Linked DNA regions of Mus musculus: regions 2 and 3 are each linked to region 1. The links are chromatin contacts, called in public Hi-C and HiChIP or PLAC-seq maps. All regions are on one chromosome and are shown on one strand. Each heading gives the region's core, a stretch centred on a gene start, on an enhancer-like site or on the middle of the called end of the contact. The rest is flanking DNA. Distances are from core to core; before and after follow the strand shown.

Region 1 (3,344 bases), core at 416-2,915:
TTTCCTTTTTTGTCTTTGGAGACACTGTTTCTCTGTTGAGCCCTGGCTGTCTTAGAACTCACTCTGCAGAACAATCTGGCCTCCAACTCAGAGACTCGCCTGCCTCTGCCTCAAGTGCTGGAATTAAAGGCGTGCCCAGCATAGCCTTGATATCTTACAGAGTTGTGACGATTTAACTAAGATGCATTGCTTCTAAAGAACTGGACCTAGCCTCTGAGCTCAGTAAATGGGTGCCTCAAGTTAGGTTTCTGTTGTGGAGAGCCCTGGGGCTAATTATATTTGTTGTTAATTCCGTTCTCTTGTGAGTGGTTGCGAACAAGGAATGGGTCAACACTCAGGTGATTTCCTGTAAACCTGCTTCCCACCTTAATTTGTAAAATAAAGGAGAGCTGATGATTGGACAGATAAGAGGGAAGGTGGAGCAGAAGGTAGAGAGAGAGAAGAAGGAGAAAATGGAAGAGGGAGAGGATGCAGAGGAAGAGGAAGACAAAGAAGAGCAGAGCAGAAGCACATGGCCTGGAGAAACCGCAAGTTCTAAGGGGACTCAGATGTGGAAGGTGGTAGTGTAGCGGTAGATCTGCCCAATCTAGGTGCACAGCATGTGTTCATATTAACTGTGTTGTGTTTTCTTTGCTGGGGCATATCTGGGAAGAGATTTACTGCAACAGGTAGACAGAGCATGCAGAACCCACAGAACTTTCAAGGGAAAATGATTCAACTATCAACTTAGCTTAGTGGTTCTCAACCATAGAGAATCATTCCGGGGGAGAGGGGGCTTTCAAAAAACACTATCTCCAAGACTAAGCACAGACCAATTAAATCAGTCTCTCTAAGGCCAAAGAATGGGTCTCTATGTTTCCTCAAAACACAGAGTAGAGAGCCACTGTTCTGGAACACTCTGCCCACCTTGAAGAAGAAACAGTCCCAGAAAGGTGAATGGAGTTGAGTTGCTGGGGGATGTCTTGTTTTGTTTTGTTTTGTTTTGTTTTGCTTTGTTTTCATATTTGATCTTCATTTTAAGCTGTCAGAAGACCTTATGGGCTCTGATTCTATCTGCCAATGACAAGGTCTTTTCCAGCCAGCTCACTTAGTCGGTTTGTTTCTTGTGTCCTCACCCAGTCCTCTATATTGCCGACAGGGTAAGACCCTGAAGGTTTGTTACAGGCAGAGATGGGCAAGATGGTAGCAGAGCATTTCAGGTGAAAAGGATGTAGGGTCTGGAGACCCCAAAAGTCACTCTGAACATTCTGAAAGGCTGAGGTTGGTCTCTGTGCCCAGGCACTATGTAGATGTTCTCCTGGGAACAAGGCTCTTCCTTCTGATGACTGCTCCTCACCTAAGATCACAGAACTCTGTGGCCTTACCCACTGCCTCAGCCCCAGCACAGGTCAGAGGTCCAACGAACACTCAGGAGTTGTTTTCTGGGCACCTCTGATGAGCCAGGGACTCCACTTAAGAAAAGAAGATGAACAGGAAATCCAGTACTTCCTAGGCACCTGCCTTTACAGAGTTGTCATTCTATTGAGCAAGTGTTGCTTCCTGTGACTGCTGCACCAGAACCGTTAAAAAGGAAGGGTGACTCAAATCAGCAGCGGAGTACAACAGAGCCTGTGGAATTCAGAAACAGGAGTGTTTAGGAACTAGGCGGTCTTTAAGAGCAGACTGTGGCTATATTTAGCAGCTATTGTGAATTCTCTCCCCTACGTTGGCAGCAGAGCTCCAGTGGTGCCATTGCTGATTGACTGGTAGCAGCATGGCACCAACAATGTCACTACTTGGCTGGCTGTTGGCCTCATCTTTGAGGAAGCATGGCCTGCATGGATGTATGAATCAGTCCTCTCTTCCCTTGATGCTCGTGGGTAGGAAGTTTTATTGCTGGTCCCCATCTAGGTCCTTCCTCAGTTTAACTCTGGATTTGGGACTGGGTACCCACTACCCCTTAGCTTCAGGAAGCTAAGAGTCTGGCTAAGAATTGGGTGTAATCCTAAAAGCAGAAGCCACGGAACCAGTAGGATGCTTGTTCGGCCAACACTTATGGGGCCAGCTTGAGCAGGTCAAGCCAAGCTTGTAGCACTTGACCCACAGTGTGCCTAAGCTAACAGCCAGTGGAAGACCCAAGAGTGAGGCAGCAAACTGAGGTCTCCAATTGTTTACCCTGATGAGGGTCTCAGAGATCCTGGGCTGCTGCCTCTACATTTAAACTGTAAAAAAGTTTACAGGTTCATTTAAGGGTGCAGGAGAAAGCTCATCGTATGGATGAACCCAGGAGAAGACACCAGCACAAGCAAAAGCTCTGCCCTCTCTTGCACCAGGTCCCCTGAGACTTGCACCCCAATTCGCACCCTAATTGCACTGTTTCTCTCCAGTGTTTTGGGGTGAGACTTCATCTCGCTCAAGCTCTGCAAGGATTTCCGAACTGTCCTTTCTAGGCAGGACTGTGGAGAGAGTGGAATGAAAGGACACAGCCTCAGCATGGGAGAGGTCACCTAGCTAAGAGGGCAGGCACCCAGTGTCTCTCCCCACCCCCACGGCCCCCATCTCGGAGTAGTTCTAGGATGCTCTCCAGAGGCCTGTGCTGTGATGGAGCAGCACCAACTGCTCATCTGTTAGTGGCTGCAGTAACTACAGACAGGGAGCAGTGCCTACTGGACCTGAAGGAGGTGATAGAGCAGAGACCGTCCTTGGTGGTGTCAACTAAAATGACAATCAGAGCTCTTCCGAATAATAACAGGTATTTATAATAGCACAGCCCTGCCATGGAAATAATATGTGTGTCATAGTGAGCTGGATGTACACAGATGAGGCAGAGGGAAGGTTCTAAAGGTGAAATGAGAAAGATTATGTAAGATACTTAAATATACTTTAGCAATAACCCAAGGCCACAGTGATTAGTAACAATGGCAGTGCTGCTCTGAGCCTAGACAGAGCTGCTAAGCAAATACTTCTGCAGGAGTGTGTGTGTGTGTGTTTTAATAGGCATACACATGCAATCTTTTCCTTCATATTCTCTTGGCTTAATTTAGGCTGGAGCTTGACAAAAGTGACCCCAGATACTGTGCTTGCTTACACCAGAATCTTCCATCTCCACCCATCTTGTTTCCTGCACATGACCTGTACAAGCCCCACTTGGAGACTATTCATGGGGTGGGGGGCACAATGGACATGCCATGTACCCAATGCTGGAGATAACACCAAGGTTGGACCTCTGTATGTGCAAGTCAGACAAAAGTGAGTTCTAGGTCCTGTGCTGACTACATCTGTATTCATTCAGTCATTGCTAGGAGTTAGGTTTGTGGCAGACAGAGTCCTAAATTAGCCCCCAGATCCCCATCCTGCGATATGTA
Region 2 (3,548 bases), core at 744-3,243, 88 kb before region 1:
AGGTGACCTGGCCACTGTGGAGCAAGGCAAGACGGCTCAGTGAATCCAGGCATCTGTGGTTTCCAGAAGGGAACAGAGGAGAGCAGTGAAACTCAGGTCCCCTGCACTGAGAACCTAGCTACCCCAGCGGAGGGATTTGCTGTTGGGAACAGCGGTGATTATATCCATAATACAATTTTGCACCGTCTAGGGTTAGAACAGACAAGTCCTTTCTGGCTGGTCTGTGAGGGAGACCAGGTCCTCCTACCCTTTTCCCCAGCTCTCTGGTTCCCCAGCCTCCTCCTCCTTCCTCAGCCCCCACTGGCTTCTAATGCATGCAGGCCACCATCCTATCCTACAACCTCGCTGGTCCTCCAGGGAGGATGGCTCTTTCTTCCTGCATCACAATCACACAGCCTCCCGATCAAAGCTGACCACTGTCCCCTTGGCTCCCTCCCTTGTCACCCCAGACCTATCTCTGTCCTCTAACCTACTCACCTCTCCTTTACTTCTGCCACACGAGACACTCTGGAATTGTCTTGACCTCTCCAGCGGTCCCTTAGAAGACCTATTCAGCTTTCACTGGACACCCAGTCAGCTTTCACGGGACCAACTGTTCTTTTCTTAGGTTGACCCTATCCAATCCGGACTTTCTGTGCTCAGGCTGACTTAAACTCATAAATTAAACTCAAAGTAGAGAAAGCCTGAGCCTGTGGTCAGGATGAAAACCCACTTCCATTCTGTCTCTCTGTAGGAAAGACAGTCGCCTGCCTCAGTTTCCCCCTCCTCAATAAGAATTTTCACACTGAAAGTTGCCCCAGGCCTGCACTGGAGTTCTTGCCTGCCTTCTGGCAAGAGTTTGCACTCTCGTGGGTATTTCTATGCTGTAGTCCTGGAGACACAGAGAAGTGACCTCCTCAAAGTCCAGAGACTGATGGACCTCGGGAGTGGAGTGCCACCAGAGACTGATGATGATGTGGAACCAGAAAGACCCTAGAACCCTGGGAGTCCAGAGATAGTGGAAGTAGGGCCTGGCCCTGCCACCCTCTTCCTCTCCACCCTCACTACCTTCTTTGGGCGCATTGACGTCCCAGACGCTCCACATCTGCACGAAGAAGAAAGGCGTCCAGCACACGATGAAGGCCAGAACAATGATGAAGGTCATCTTCACTGTGCGGATTTTGGCCTTGGAGATAAGCTTGACACTACTGACCCGTGCCAACGCCGCACGGCCAGCTCCACCGGCTGCGTCACTCCCCTCGGCAGCTGCCGCCGCGGCTGCCGTCTTGAGTCGCAGATTCTGCCAGATCTTGAAGCTGATGAGACCATAGCAGGCGGCCAGCACGATGACCGGTACAATGTAGACGGCGAGCGTGATCCACGTGACGTAGGCCTTGGGTCCCCAGGGCTGGATGAAGACCGCCCAGCAATCGAAGACGCCGTCCGCCACTTCGCGCAGCGAGAAAATGTGCACCTGCGGCACGCTGGCCACCAGGCAGCCGAGCCACGTCGCCAGCACCGCCAGGCGGTCGGTTCGGCGGCGCAGTGAGCGCAGCGGCTGGCAGATGGCCAGGCAGCGGTCGAGCGACATCAGCAACAGCAGGTAGGTGGAGGCGAACATGCCCACCACCTGCAAGTATTTGACCAGACGACACAGCAGGTCGGGCCCGTAGAAGCGGAAGGTGATGTCCCACAGCAGCTGCGGGAGAACCTGGAACACGGCCACCACCAGGTCGGCGATGCTCAGGTGCTTCATGAAAAAGAAGAGGCGCGAGTGCTTGTGGCGCGTCGTACGCAGCGCCAGCAGCACGCACGCGTTGCCACTCAGAGCCAGGAACAGTATGAGACACAGGACCGCCACCTCCACGCGCGCCAGGGCCTCGTTGCGTCGTGGCGGCCCGGCCGTGAGGTTACCCTCCGCCCCTGGTGGCACTCCACTCCCGAGGTCCAACTCGATACTCCAGTTGGCTGCGGGCGTGCCCTCCATGACCAACCGCGACCGCGACCGCGACCCTGAGGGAGCACCCGGCCTTGAGGCTCTTTAAAGTGTGGCACGTGGGGCGGGGCCCGGCGCTCAGTCCAGGTGTCTATGGGAGCACTCTGGCACTGACCTGCCTGTCCTCTCCCTGAAACAAACCAGGAGAACCGTGACAAGACCGTTGCGCTTCACTTAGGACCCGCGAGTGGGGCGTGTGTGTCCCCTCCCTGGGAATTTGAAGTTACCTGAGTCTCAGTGCACCAGCCCAGCCTTGGAGCTGCGCAGTGGTGGTGACTTCTCGGTGGTGACCGTAGGAATCCTAGTTTGAGGTACCTCCTTTGAGCTTCTGCAGATGCCCCTGCGCTTAGGTCCCAGGAAAGAGTCAGCCGCTCTGCCTGCAGAGAGGAAGCTTGCGATTAACCACTCTGCCCAAGAACAAGGACACACACCCCCAGCAGCCTCTCCCCACAGAGAACCCCCAAACCTACACCTCTCCTGTCAGGACACAGCACAGCCACGCCCTAAGGGATCCCCGAAGCCAGCCCCCGTAGTAAAAAGCTTTACTACGGGTACATCTTCCTGGGGTCCCCCCAAAAGCCCATCCTTCTTCACCTCCTGCTTCCAAGACTCAGCCCCAGCTCCCACAACTTCCCAACGCCGCTTGCTTCCGGAGGGACTCCCGCCTGCGAGCATAGTGCCCCCTCCTTACCTCCCACCCACCCCCACCCCCACCCCCACCCCCGCGCAACGCAAGGCTGCTATGCCAAAGACCCCAGAGGACGCCTTTCACAGAATCCCCAGCCCAGGAGCCCCGACAGTCAGGGGCTTTGCACCTTCGTCCAAGCTGTCACTTTTCAGTCTCTCTCGGTACACCCTGAGCACCTCCCGGAACCAGAGACGTGAAACGCGCCAGATCCTTCCCTCCGAACCTGAGGGTCCTACAGGTAGGTCCTAGGCATCCTGTCGCCACAGTGCGCAGGACCCAGCCACTTGAAGCGAGACTGCAGGTTAGCCCAAAGTTGCCTTGCCACCGGGGAAGTTGCACCACAGTGGATGGCCTCAGAGATGCATGGATTCTCCGCCCAGATTGGGAAAGCTGCTGGCGCCACCCTCCGTGCCACCAGGGGTAGAGATCTCGGCGTCTTTGCAAACTCCTACCTAGCCTGCGGCTTTGCTGGTGGCTGGATGCCTTAGGAAGGCAAGGGGAGAGCGCCAGCCAGGCTGTGAGCTGACCGAGTCAGCGCGCGGCGCTGTCTGAAGCTTTTCCACAACGGGAACCCTGAGCTGCGGCACCACATATGTCCGCTAGGGGGCAGAGCAAACCGGCCGCGGCGATCCCAGTGATCCGGGTCAGCTAACCCGGTAGTCGCTCAGATTTATTTCATAGTAGCTTAAAATTCCCAAACAACCCACCTAGCTCCTTCCTCTCTCGGTTTAGCTCTTGACGTTCTCAGAGATATAGGAACCTTGGAAAGTGACATTTGTTTTTCCCTGAGTAAATTGTAATAAAGACGCATTTCTTCGCCTTTTCGGTTTTTTTTTTTCCTTTACATCTTTTTAAAGAGAGCTCAGCTTAAGTTCTGTCTTTGGA
Region 3 (3,227 bases), core at 109-2,608, 120 kb after region 1:
CCCAGCACTTGGAAGGCAGAGGCATTGAGGTCTGTGAGTTCTAGGCTAGCCTGGTCTACAGAGCTAGTTCTGGGATAGGCAGGGATTCAACAAAGGAGGCCTGTCTCAAAAAACAACACACACACACAAAATAAAACAAACAATAATCAGTTGTGGAAGGGAAATGTTCAGGTTGTAATAGATGCATTGTTTGTAAGAACAGAAGGAAAAAGCCTGCACTCAGAGGACAGAGCTAGTTACGGGACAGCCAAGGATATCCAAAAAAACCCCTGTCTCAAAAAACAACAATTATAAAAGCAAAGAATAACCAACTGTCATAGGGAAACCGTCTAGGTTATAACAGATACAACGTAAGCCTGCTGCACTCAGCAGACAGAGGCAGGAGGGCTACCCAATCTTGGTAGAAAACAAACATCAAAACAAAAAACATCCACCGGATGGGCAGAGGTGGCACACATCTTTAATCCCAGCACTTGGGAGGCAGAGGCAGACAAGCAGATCTCGCTGAGTTCAAGGCCAGCCTGGTCCTACAAGAGCAAGGCTACACAAAGAAACCCTGTCTCAAAAACAATCAAACAAACAAACAACACATCCTACTAAATGTTATTTAAGGGAGATAATTCAGTATGCAATAATTCCTTAAAAGGAAAGGCTAAGCGCTGGGTCTAGGTCCTGGTCTCTCTTTTAAAAAGATGTGAGCCAGGGGCTACAGGGTATGACCTCGTCTCCTAAATTAATAAAATAAATAAAAGTTAAATAAAGAGAGATGCGTCATTATTGAGTCATGGAGGGCACATTAGGCAGGGAAGCCGGATGCAGTGTGTTAAGAACGTGGAGGACTTCTGGACCACAGCCAGAAATGGAAAACCATGATAAGCGGACCCTCTGCTATACTGCTTGATTATAAAATGTCATCCGATGCAACGTCCACACAAATCACGAGTGGTGTCACTGTTAACACAGGAGTCCTCGTAGGATGTGATGTCACCATCGTTGACACTACTTTACGGGGAGACGCGGTGATAGTGACAGAAACCCAAAACATCCGGTTCGTTAGGGCGGCGACCTAAGGCTGACTGCGCAGGGCCGCGGCGCGTTCCCGGACCGTCTCGGGGGTTGGAAACTGAGGACCGGCGTCGCGAGGCCAGGTTAGGGCCGAGGCGGCGGCGCGCGGACCGGGGTGCCTGTTCGCACCGACGACGTCCGCGCCCCGGCCTTCCCCCGACACTCACCTTCATCACCGCCAACCCCGGAGGCCATCGCGGCTCGGCCAGGACCTCCATGGCCGCACCTGATGAGACCGCCAGCTACCGGCCCGCCACGCAGCTCCTCTACTCGAAATTCCCCGCGCTACACCGTACGTCAGCTACGTGCGGCGCGCTCGCGGCGAGCGCACGGCATGCTGGGAGCTGTAGTTCTTGTGCGTTGGACGTTAGCGGCTTCGGAAGACCGAAGGGGAAAAAGTGAGACATTCCAGGGCGTAGCCTGGAGCGATGCAGGCGTTTGGACCTCTTGGATCCCGAGAGACAAGAAGATAAGTGAAAGATTAAAAGCAGCTTTAATCTGTCTTATAAAATGAATAAACAAAAGATTCCGGAAGGTGATTGAATATTAGGAAAAAGAAACCAAATGAAGCCTAAGCCTTGGTAGAGAGTTCAAGATCTAGGCTCAGGTCTTCCCTCTTCAGGTAGTAATCTCTGGTTGCTTTAGAGATCTGTCTTGCTCCTTGAAAATATCTAAAGTTACACTTCTGTCTCAACTCCTCTTTCTGTAAGCATCCACGAGAGCCACATAGAGCCTCTGTTCTTCAAAGGTAACCACGGCTAATATTGGCACTTAGTTCTCAGATAGTCCCCATGTATAAAAGGACCAGTGTTAGCAAAGAGTGTTATTAAATCAGTTTAACAGGAACCCACATTCTTTTTTATCAAATTACTCCATCTACTTGAGAGGCTCCTCACCCTCTTCCATCTCCCAGGTGACGCCTTATCTCCCGGACCTGTCTCCAGAAAGGTTCCTTTTAGGCTCATTTAACCAGAGCTCCATTATCTGGATGTGGAACGCTGACCAACACACAGCCAGCCTGGCTACTCAGTTCAGCACTCATCTTCTGCCTTCTGTGGGCCTCCGCTGTACTAGGTCTCAGGGGCCACAAGTTGGTCCAGATGACTCGCAAGACAGAATCCCGAAGCTTGCGGTATCACTGATACCCCGGTGGCCCACACATTCACCGATTCAACATGTATGTTTTGAAGACTTACAATGGACCAGGCATGTGAGCTCTCCTGGAAAGTAGGGGGAGAGATGTGGCTGTTACAGACACTTTACAGGTGTGAAGACTAAAACCCAGCAGGTTAGGAATTCATTCTTTTGAGTTTTTATCATAAAATAATCCCTGTAATCTGAGCCAATTAATTTTTCCTAGCCTACAGTCACAGATGAACTGTGCAACACCAACACAAACAACATTTAGGTGATAGTTTACTTATTACAGTAATAGCTAACACATATTAGACCACCTGTATTCAAAGCACTCCTGTGGCTTTGGGTTGTTTTGTTTTGTTTTGTTTTTGCATCATGCACTTACTTGGTTTACTCATTATTCAAAGGAAAGAAAAATGGGTAATTGGTGCAGAGCATTCTGCAGCTAAGTAGAAGCAGGGCTTGAACTCAGGATGTTGGGCTTTTGAGCATATAAACTACCACAGAATCGTCTCATAAGAGTCTGTCTGGTCAAGACAGTTCTTTCCGCATGCAGATACGGAACCCAGTGTCAGAACAGCAAGAGGATTCAGACACTGAATCTAGCAAGTCGGCAGCCAGGAGGTAAATGGCAGATTAGATGCAAGGTGGATTTGTACCAACCCATCAGGGGAGAGTACTCACATGAACTCTAGGTTGAGTTGGGTGCTGCTGGATAGTTCTGGGAACATCGGAGGGGCAGGTGGCAGATTAGATGCAAGGTGGATTTGTACCAACCCATCAGGGGAGAGTACTCACATGAACTCTAGGTTGAGTTGGGTGCTGCTGGATAGTTCTGGGAACATCGGAGGGGCAGGTTGCCGTGCAAAGATACGGCAATAACAAAAAAGCAAGTTTGCCATAGTTATTCCTTTAGGGTTCTCTTTGGATACTGGGCAATTAGGTTAACAAATGACTGGGGAGTGAAAGAGAAATGTGTGAGAAAAGAGGGAAGAATAGGGGAGGGACAGAGAGAGGGGGAGGAA

What was found. A called contact is a pair of places that touch in the nucleus more often than the background predicts. HiChIP or PLAC-seq counts read pairs in DNA pulled down with a chosen protein or histone mark.
Region 2: an H3K4me3 HiChIP or PLAC-seq map of bone marrow-derived macrophages shows a contact between it and region 1, with 2.0 times the contacts expected there. The contact joins the promoter of Oxtr here to the enhancer-like site in region 1. A contact is called at or near these places in 2 of 39 promoter capture datasets (both in liver), 1 of 15 datasets of contacts at CTCF or cohesin (liver), 15 of 484 Hi-C or Micro-C datasets (the G1E-ER4 cell line, brown adipocytes, cerebral cortex and 6 more), 2 of 115 datasets of contacts at active chromatin or transcription factors (bone marrow-derived macrophages and embryonic stem cells) and 2 of 9 other capture datasets (adipose tissue and pancreatic islet).
Region 3: a contact with region 1 is called in a Hi-C map of double positive thymocytes, with 3 times the contacts expected there. The contact joins the promoter of Rad18 here to the enhancer-like site in region 1. A contact is called at or near these places in 1 of 39 promoter capture datasets (HPC-7-derived erythroid cells), 13 of 484 Hi-C or Micro-C datasets (cerebral cortex, cortical neurons, double positive thymocytes and 5 more), 2 of 115 datasets of contacts at active chromatin or transcription factors (bone marrow-derived macrophages and embryonic stem cells) and 2 of 9 other capture datasets (macrophages and pancreatic islet).

What each region holds. Positions count from the first base shown.
Region 1 is chr6:112,575,801-112,579,144 of GRCm38.p6, forward strand. No RefSeq gene overlaps it. Among named protein-coding and RNA genes, the nearest start is that of Gm23002, 16 kb to the right of the region's middle. Within about 2 kb of position 1,666, at least 62 of the 459 cell types and tissues checked have an H3K27ac peak or open chromatin away from gene starts, as enhancers often do. A contact at or near this core is called in bone marrow-derived macrophages, double positive thymocytes and granulocyte-monocyte progenitors, where this site is marked.
Region 2 is chr6:112,487,832-112,491,379 of GRCm38.p6, forward strand. It overlaps Oxtr (oxytocin receptor), which reads right to left and starts at 1,994. Exons shown (of 2, transcript NM_001081147.2): 1 at 1,048-1,994. The coding sequence starts at 1,966.
Region 3 is chr6:112,695,312-112,698,538 of GRCm38.p6, forward strand. It overlaps Rad18 (RAD18 E3 ubiquitin protein ligase), which reads right to left and starts at 1,359. Exons shown (of 12, transcript NM_021385.2): 1 at 1,233-1,359. The coding sequence starts at 1,283. Gm35824 (a long non-coding RNA gene) reads left to right here and starts at 1,357. Exons shown (of 2, transcript XR_377964.4): 1 at 1,357-2,944; 2 at 3,059-3,176.